3 separate regions of the Danio rerio genome follow, and all the other regions are linked to region 1. Evidence: chromatin contacts called from public HiChIP or PLAC-seq and Micro-C data. All regions are on one chromosome and are shown on one strand. The core of a region is the stretch at or near the end of the contact, and the rest is flanking DNA. Distances in the headings are between cores, read along the strand shown.

The links. Hi-C and Micro-C count contacts between places; a contact is called where the count stands out from the background. HiChIP or PLAC-seq counts read pairs in DNA pulled down with a chosen protein or histone mark.
Region 2: an H3K4me3 HiChIP or PLAC-seq map of embryo shows a contact between it and region 1, with 2.9 times the contacts expected there. The contact joins the promoter of tbc1d5 here to the promoter of txnl4a in region 1. A contact is called at or near these places in 1 of 18 Hi-C or Micro-C datasets (hematopoietic stem cells) and 1 of 4 datasets of contacts at active chromatin or transcription factors (embryo).
Region 3: a Micro-C map of caudal fin shows a contact between it and region 1, with 4 times the contacts expected there. The contact joins the promoter of satb1a here to the promoter of txnl4a in region 1. A contact is called at or near these places in 2 of 18 Hi-C or Micro-C datasets (caudal fin and an unstated tissue) and 1 of 4 datasets of contacts at active chromatin or transcription factors (embryo).

Annotation. Positions count from the first base shown.
Region 1 is chr19:23,191,790-23,195,011 of GRCz12tu, forward strand. txnl4a (thioredoxin-like 4A) reads left to right here and starts at 1,654. Exons shown (of 4, transcript NM_001005953.1): 1 at 1,654-1,806; 2 at 1,998-2,177; 3 at 2,329-2,432. The coding sequence starts at 2,025. adnp2b (ADNP homeobox 2b) reads left to right here. Exons shown (of 4, transcript NM_001080013.1): 4 at 1-416.
Region 2 is chr19:22,844,945-22,848,166 of GRCz12tu, forward strand. tbc1d5 (TBC1 domain family, member 5) reads right to left here and starts at 1,602. Exons shown (of 23, transcript NM_001328258.1): 1 at 1,547-1,602.
Region 3 is chr19:22,880,719-22,883,940 of GRCz12tu, forward strand. satb1a (SATB homeobox 1a) reads right to left here and starts at 1,467. Exons shown (of 11, transcript NM_001080162.1): 1 at 1,236-1,467; 2 at 28-219. The coding sequence starts at 190.

The DNA of each region.
Region 1 (3,222 bases), core at 404-2,903:
TTTTGCTGCTGTTTATAATCTTGTGAATACTTAGGTTTTGTTTCATGTTATTCATTTTAAAGTATACATGCATTGTTTTTCCACTGATGTATCACTTCAAGTAGGTCCATTTAAAAATAGCTGTTTGTAGCCCATTTATAGTTGTAGGGTTGAATATGTTTGTGATTTATACTTTTCATATATGCCAAACCTCATAAACTATTTTTGTCATATTTTCTTTATATATTTGTTTGAATTTAAGAGTTTATAAACTTAACTGTTTCCACTTTTCTTTTAGACCTTGTATCCTACTGTTAATTCACTTTATTGTCAAATTTCATTTATATCTTGCTTGCCTTATACTTTTATAAATATGTTATTCCTATTATTGTTTCAAACTGATTTTGTTTCTTTTTTGCCAAAAATGTTTCATATAATATGCTTATATAAGTGACATCTTCTCAGCTGATGCATTTTAAAATATGAAGCTTTGGAGAGGAGTTTGACTTGCAGTTCATTTCAATTGTATAATAATTGTAAGCATCATGATATTACGACTCTTGGTTTTCCATTCAATTTCCCCCTGTTCAGTATTTAGTATGGTAAACAACAACATCTAAACTTACATATTGAGCTGTGTAAATAAATTAGAGCATATATCCGTCCAAGTGTACTTCTTTTAATTGTATGTTTGTGTAGTGATGGTTACTTGTTATTACCTAAAGCATATTATTGGAGGACAAAATGTACAAGTTAACCAATTTATTGTTTATTTAAACTATAAATTACATTACACAAATGAGGAAAATAAAATAATTGTGATCATATTATTCGAAGATGTCCTAAGATGTTTATCAGCTTACATGTTCATGTTCTGTGTGATCAGCTTAAACTTTCTTGACTTCGACTGATGCTGCGGTCACACTGGATTTTCTCTCCATAGACTTCCATTCATATGCACGCGAATGCGCCGGACTAAAAACGTAAGCTCCTGCATCAAGTTTACAGTTCGCTGCATTAAGAAGTTCAAGCTTGGTGAACTCTGACTTGCGAAATCGCATCACTTGACTGCGTGAGATCAATCGAAGATCGCAACATGATCTCTCTGGACAGAAATTGAAAAATATGGACCAATCGCTCGCTTTTTGCATTGCCGTACTACAGAATTTCACAAGCTCAAACTCTAGTGTGACCACAGCTTAATGCTTTAAAACTTGTTATATTAAAGATTAAGTACATATAACGATAAATACTTTTTTGTTACTATCAATAGTTACTAATTGTATCTTTCTATTTAATTAGAAAGTACACAAATAGGGGAAAAATTATATTTTATTTGAAGATGTTTTATGTTTGTTTTTTTTACCTTGTTTTCATATTGTGATTATCCGTTTAAGAGTTTGTTTTGATAAATGCTTAAAAAGACTGGATATATTTGAATAAATACATAGGTAGTTAAAGGTCTTAATAGATATTCAAATATCTTAACGTGTTTATTGTAAACTACCCATTTGTTTAAAGTAAAAATGTTGTGGTCAGATGTAATCTGAAAAAAAAAACCACACTTTAAATCTCGTAAATCTCTGTAATTACCGGATGAGTTTGAATGAAATATTTCCTGCCTGCTGATACATACACAAGGCTTCAAGAACGCTGCTTGGTTTTCTCCAATCCAACAGAGGGCGATGTAGATATCAGTTAGTAGACGTTTGTACACCATACCCGGCGTCGTTGCTGTAGGAAAAACATTATTTCGAAATTGTTAAATACCTTATTAATTCGGAACGAACGCCAAATTTAGCATACGAGACCTATTTTAATTGTAAGGTAAGAACTGATTGTATTTATTTTTCTGCTTTATTACTCTAATATTGTATGGCATTAAAAAGGTTCTAGAATTTTCAATGCTAATTGCTAACATACATTCGGTATTTAAATTGTATTAAGAGTTAACTTTAGTTTATATGGTTTCATTCTGAATATATAAATCTGACAAAACACCCCCTCTGCCTATTTAGAAGTGTGTTTGGCATAAATCCGGCAAAATGTCGTATATGCTCCCTCATCTTCACAATGGCTGGCAAGTAGACCAGGCTATTTTATCCGAAGAGGACCGTGTTATTGTTATAAGATTTGGCCACGACTGGGACCCTACGTGTATGAAAATGGATGAAGTCTTATACAGCATCGCTGAGAAGGTATTGTATGATATTATCTAATATGTAAACGCGAAGACGCACGTGGACACCTTATAATGTTATTTTTTTCACTTAATTGATTTTTGGTAATAATAAGTTTTGTACGGTCAGTCTATCAGTACTTTGGGCCTAATAGCAAGTGTTTCCTCAGGTGAAGAATTTTGCAGTCATTTATCTTGTGGACATCACAGAAGTGCCAGATTTCAATAAGATGTACGAGTTGTATGATCCTTGCACAGTCATGTTCTTTTTCAGGTAAGTTTTCTGGGATACAGCCAATTAAGTCAGCAGTTATGGGTTAAAATTATATTATATAAGTTTATAAATCTTTATCATCTTAATCATATCATTATCATGTCATCAATAATTGTAACAACATTATTATTTCTTAACATAACTTAATTTGAATAAAGTTAAGTTCAGAATTATTAATGTTGTTACACTTGCAGGCCACTTTATTAGTTTCACCTTACTTATACCGGGTTGGACCCTCTTTTGCCTTCTGAATTGCCTTAATCCTTCGCAGCATAGATTCAACAAGTTACTGAAAATATTCCTCTGAGGTTTTGGCACATATTGACATAATAGCATCATGCAGTTGTTGCAGATTTGTTGGCTGCACATCCATGATGCGAATCTCCCGTTCCACCACATACCAAAGGTGCTCTCTTGGTGGTGATGTGGAGAGACCCCCCTTATGATTGTAGAGCGCTTTGGGTATATGACCATACACAATAAATGTGCTATATAAATACACTACCTACTTATTTACTTTATTGGATTTATATCTGGTTACTGTGGAGGCCTTTTGAGTACAGTGAACTTATTGTCATGTTCAAGAAACCAGACTGAGATGATTGGTGCATTACAACAGGTGCATACATATATATATATATATATATATATATATATATATATATATATATATATATATATATATATATACATACATACAATCTACATTATAAAAGTATTATTATTGAAGTGTCTCCGTCTTCTGAAATTCAAAAACTAAAGGACAAGTGCAAGAGTGAAGCGCGAAAAA
Region 2 (3,222 bases), core at 352-2,851, 350 kb before region 1:
CATTTGCAGTAAAATCTCACAACATAAATTCACAGAGAAAGTATACGTTAACATTACATTAAAACATCTGTTTATATTTTTCAAAACAACTAACCAGAGTTATGGGAGCAGAAAAATATGTATGTAAAAATGTTTAAAATTTTTAATACAAATAAATAAATATACACTATGGATGCTACAAAAAAAAGTCTGAGGGTTTACAGTTTTCAACATACTTTAAATTATTTGAATAAAACTGCACATCCCAAAAGAAATAATGATAAACAAAAGGATAAGAGTCAGCTCACTATAGAACAAAAATAATTGATTTTATTTTATTTGACATTTTTTTGCATTTATGAGGGAAAAGCTCCAATATGGCTGTGACATCTCTCCGTTATGGATGTGACAGATTTAAAAATGACACTTATGTGCTTTTGGTAAATCGAATAGAATTTGAGTATTTTTAAAGTACTGTAAAATACTTGCCTACACAAAAAAGCAGAAACAGTTTTAATTTTTTGGCAAAAAAAAAGGTAAAATTGTATATTTGCACATGTGTTCAATTAACGGTCCAAATATTGTTTACTTATGCTACTTTGAATATTCAGTCTGAATTACCATGCAAGTACAACTTCAAAACAACATTAGCACTATTTCATTGACTGTGAACAACGTTATACTTTGATAGTCATTGGCTGATAATATGACTATTTAGGTAAAGTTGGTTTTATATTCGCACGTTCTGACTTTCTGCTTATTAATATCAGCAAATATTCAAATTCTAAACAGTGAAATCATATTAGCAGCCAATGACCATCAAAGAACAACATTGAGCAAATATAAACAAACGTTCCCTCAGTAATATGATTTCCCTATTTAGAATTTGCAAGTAATACTTTTCTAAAACTAATTATATTATTAAGAAGAACATCTGAATGTGCGAATGTAAAAACAAAATTGACCTCAATAGCCATGGCCACATAATCCTGACTGAAGAAGACTAAATCATTCAGATCTTATTCTGAATTTAAAGGTGGAATATGTCCTAAAGCCTGGTACATCCATTAGAAATAGAACTACAAGGCTACCTTCTCGAACCATCTCCATCTCTAAAATGAGGATGCAAGCCTTGTCATTTGTTAGTTAACAAAACATGACATTTTTCCTAATGGTGAGAAACAATAATGATAAAGAGAATATGTAATGTTACAGTATATTACTGCATAACCTAAAAAAAATGATGTGAAACTTCCAGACGCCCCTAATGCCAAAATATCAAGTTATATTTCAAAGTGTTCGTTATAAAAAAACTCACTTGGCATGCTGCACGTCTCTTACGGCTATTGTTAGAGTCTCACATAAAAATAACAGTAAATGAAACAGGATTTACTTATGCATATCATGAGTCTGAAGGCCTTGCGTGTCTGGCACCAAAACACTTCCGACATGAATCATTGCGCAACGTTTCACGCTGTTGACGTCACCGTATTCGCTATCGACAAACGCTCCGACAACCGTAAAGCTCGGTTTGGATGCAATAAAGTGAATCGAGGTGGTATTTTACCTGCAATGGCTCACGCGGGTCTGCCCATCCTGTCCCGTGCGGTCTGCATGTAAACAGTCGAGCAGAGCGCGAGTCAGGCGGATGTGCCGCAGAACAGCTGATCAAGCACGTGACTCCTGACGGGAAGCATCAACGACTTCATCACAATATTGCAGTGCGCGATATTTCAAAGAATATTTTCAAGAGTGTAAGTGGTAGATCTTTCATTACGTTGTGTTTTTAAATACAAAAACTCCCTCTTAAATTATCAGAATTTCAACTGGAAATTAATTTACAAACATCATTTTCCCCCACAAAATTCACCAATGTGGAACAATAGGTAATTTTTTAAAGATACAAATCTTTTTTTTCTATAAGGATTGGTGTGTGATAGAGGTATTTGGTCGGTTGTACATCTATTAGACAAAGAGAGTGAGGTTCTGAGTCAGGTACTTTTTGTGAAATAGGATACTTGATCATAAGCAATACAATAGGGAATTGCAATCTATTCCGAAAGTAATGTAATGTAATGATGGTTAGTATGTGGCCACCAATATAAATGAAACACTTCATCTGCCTTATTTGTTGATAAAGATTTTATTCAGAGTGAAATACCTAATAAAATAAAAAGATCAATATTAACCCAAGATAAATTTCTAATACAAGCAAGAAATAATGTGTCTTTTCTTTTTTCCAAGAGCTCTGTTATCGACTTAAGAAATATGTTTCTTTCCTTCCCCATACCTTCCAAAGCTAGAGAAGTACACTATAAAATATTTAATGATATTTCATCTTCTTTTGATCACAATAATTGTACATTCTATGAGGTTGCCATTAAAACGACAAATTTTTTTTTGACTGTTTATATAGCAGTCTGATTAATTCATTCATTCATTTTCTTGTCGGCTTAGTCTCTTTATTAATCCGGGGTCGCCACAGCGGAATGAACCGCCAACTTAGCTGCGACCCAGCGACCTTCTTGCTGTGAGGCGACAGCACTACCTACTGCGCTACTGCCTCGCCTCAGTCTGATTCGTTTGAGTGGTTAAAAAGTTTCTCTCAAGTTGTCTAAAATTATATTTTATTTGGTTTATTATGGGAAGATGTTAATATTCAGTTTGTGTTGAACAGTATTTTAATTTTGGAGAATTTTTTTATTCATAAATGCAAGTGCCTTAAAACAAAACTACTGTTTTTGGTTTTGCAAAAGGAATTTTGGTTATACTGTAAATATATAAAGTTGGTAAAATCAAAATTATTGGGATGACTGTTTAGTTTATTGAAAAGACCCAGTAGTGTAAATAACTTTTGTTTATGTCTATGTTTAAATTTTATTTATTTGAATTATTATCTTAATAATTGTTCTGTACTCTGTTCTATCAATGTAGATGAAAGTTGTTAAGCAAAAATCGCCTTATTGTATTTGTGTTATAATGCAATATATATAAAAAAGTATCTTTAAAGTTAATCAACAGACTTTATCCTAATAAACACTTTATGAAAATGTTAATTTTTTCATTTTCAAAAAAACAAAACGAAATTCATTTATTTTGGGATTCTCACTTTGTTGTGGCCTACAACTTTAGAAACATATTTGCCCATTTATAATAATATACAATAAGACATATTTTTTACTTTCAAAGATGTTATTTTTGGTTATTATGAACCTGTTTCTGCTAAAAGAAATGCTTGTTTTT
Region 3 (3,222 bases), core at 217-2,716, 310 kb before region 1:
ACTACATTTATGGCCATTAATGAATACCTTTCCTCCTGTTAGTGTGTGATGTCTGTTTGGAGCTAACAGGTGTGACTCCAGGTACAGGCAGATCTCTACAATTCTCCATACGAGCCATTTTACAGGGAGGATAAGAGGGTTCACACAGGGCCGGCCCCTGGGTGCTACTAGTGGTCGCCAAATGGTCCATCACTGTTTTAAATCTTGGATTTCACCAACCTTTAGAATAGAAAATGATGTATAAATTATTTATAGTCACACATACACATTATTTATGTATATGAAAATTATTTCATTTATTTTTTAGTTATTTAATTTAATTTATATGAAGCTGCTTTGACACAATCGACATTGTAAAAGTGCTATACAAATAAAGCTGAAATGAAATGAAAATATGAACACTTCAGATACAAACGTCTGATTGTTGTTTTTATTTTTATTAGGCATCTTTATTAGAACCTTATGTTTAGGTTCAGTTCAGTTTTAACAACAGTGAAAATGTTAATAGTCAATTTAAGAAAAATTACTGAACATAAAACATAGGAGCCTCATAAAAATTCTAATTTAAAAGAAAACATGTCAGATGGACCAAGAGGATTTGCATCTACACTCTATAAATAATTCATATACATTTGTTGTCTCAGCTGTTACAACCCTATTATTCTTAAATATTACATTATTATTAATACATAATAAATATTAAACACAAGTACATTCTTATAAAAGGAAAACAAAATCATACGGAGTAACACGTTTTGCATCTAAGTACATACAGTATGTATTAGCCTAAATATGTAATTCTTCATAATATTTTTAATCTCAGCTCTGACAAACCTACCTATTATTCCTACATCGTAAATTATGCTATGTAACGTTATTATTCACATATGCAAACATATTATGCATATGCATTCATCTTCATTTATATAAAACACAATAATTGTGAAATATAATTGTGTCTATGTGCAGTTTCGTATGGTTTAAAATACTCAGACTGATCTACTGTCTGGTTCTAAGATTTGTCTACTTTTATTATCTGTTAATGCAGCTTGTCTCCCAAGCGAAGACTGTTTAACAAGCTTGGAGACCATCTTAAACCAGCTGCGACCAGCAAACCATCTTAGGCTGGTTTAAGACGGGTTTTTTTCCAGCCGTGAAGCGCTGCTACAGGTGATGTATAGCCTAAATACCCCACCTATGTCTTTCTTCTTCATCTGTCGGGTTATTATACTTACTTAAGCGACTGCAGTACTGTTTTTACCGGTGGTTTATAATCCTTCAGACGGGTATCCTAACATGCCGACAGACCGAGCGCTCGTCCCAGGATCGCTCACTAACAAAAACACTGGCTCCAGAATCAATGCGCGCGTCCGGTGAAAAGACACTCGAAAACGGCTTTTATCTTCTGAGGAAAGGTCTTTGTTCTTAGCAAATGATAAAATCATACACATTTAAATCCTCAAAAATAGGGTAAACGCGAGGAAAAACGGCTCGTATAATATTTTGTGCGAACAGAGATCCGTAATTAAATCTCTAGGCGGCCCCACAAAGCATCATCAACGTGATGTCACCGAGTGCAGACCAATCTGCTTCTAGCGGAAGTGCCTTCTGTCAGAATACATGACTATTATAGTATGGCAGGCTGTTTAAACATTTAATAATTAAAACAGCAAGCTTTGTTTGATCTATTGGCTGGTCGAAACGCCTAAGTTATGAAATCTGATTGTAGATATCTATAAAGCACCATTCTTTCTATCTGAGTCAATGAAAATGTATTGCTTTAGCCAAAAAGAAGTAATTTTTATTATTATTATTTTTTTTTTACATTTGTGGCCATATAGACAGCCAACTAGAAATTAATTTGTAATTAATATTAATACGCCTTTTTATTTTTTGCAATCGTAAAGTATTTAAAGGGACAGCTCACCAAATATTTTCAATTTTGTCATCATTTAGTTACTCACCCTTCCCTTGTCACAAACCTGTTTGAGATTAACACAAAAGAAAATATATTTTAAAATGTTGGAAAACGGTAAAAAATTGACATTCATGGTTTTTGTTTTTCCTATTATGGAATTTATTATTGGGTGACATCATGCAGATTAGGACATCAGATAAAATGGACCATTTATGGTTCTTATTTCTTTAAAAATTTTAACAATTCAGTTCATGTTTATTGATATAGCGCTTTTACAATGTAGATTGTGTCAAAGCAGCTTAACATAGAAGTTCTAGTAAAATGAAACAGTGTCAGTCCAGTTTTCAGAGTTGAAGTTCAGTTCAGTTCAGTGTGGTTTAATTTTCACTAAAGAGCAAATCCATTGATGCGCAGCACCACAAGTCTCAAACCAAGCAATCCAGTGGCGAAAGTGACGAGGAACAAACTTCACCAATTGACAAAAGTGAAGGGAAAAAACCTAGAGAGAAACCAGGCGCAGTTGGGCACGAACATTTCTCCTCTGGCCAAGATAGCCTACTTGTGCAGAGCTGCAGTCTAGGCACCGGAGGCTGGAGAGTTTATTTCACAATTATAGTGTTTTGTCCATCGTGGAGAAGCTGCAGGTGTGAGACACTGACAGGTGATCAAGCTGGCTCATGGGATCAATTCGAAGACTCGTCTGTCACTGGGGTCTTTCAGGAATCAGTCTCATGCTCTCCCCTGCTCTATGACCGCCACAGGATCTGCTCAGGGTACGACCTGGTCCAGGATTATGAGTACTTTGGCATCATCTTTTCACTAATCTTTGATCAAATCAATAGCACTGCACAATGACAATAACAGCCAATAACTGCAAAGAATTTCAAACTGTTGGCGTAACAGTACTTGACATTTAGTTAATGGATTTATTGGTCTGAGGTTACTAACGGGGGTGGGGGGGTGGTGGTGGGGGGGGGATGGTGTGGGGTGGCAATGCCTCATTCTGAGACCACTCCATAGACAAAGTGAGTGGCCTGGTATCCAATATTACTTGTCAGTGATGATAAATCAATATAAATGTACATTAGGAAATAATAATTTATATTCCATGTCTTGATGGCCTCTCTGAAATAAAATGTTGATTTTATGAAATAATCTAGTTTTTCTAACCATTTCTAGTTACTGGCACAATTTACCTGAATGTGTTAGGATAAAATGAGCAGTCTGATTGGCCCGTTTTTGCTGATCACCAGGCCCATTTCACATCTCAAAAAATCAGCTGACAGATAATGTGTCAAAACCGA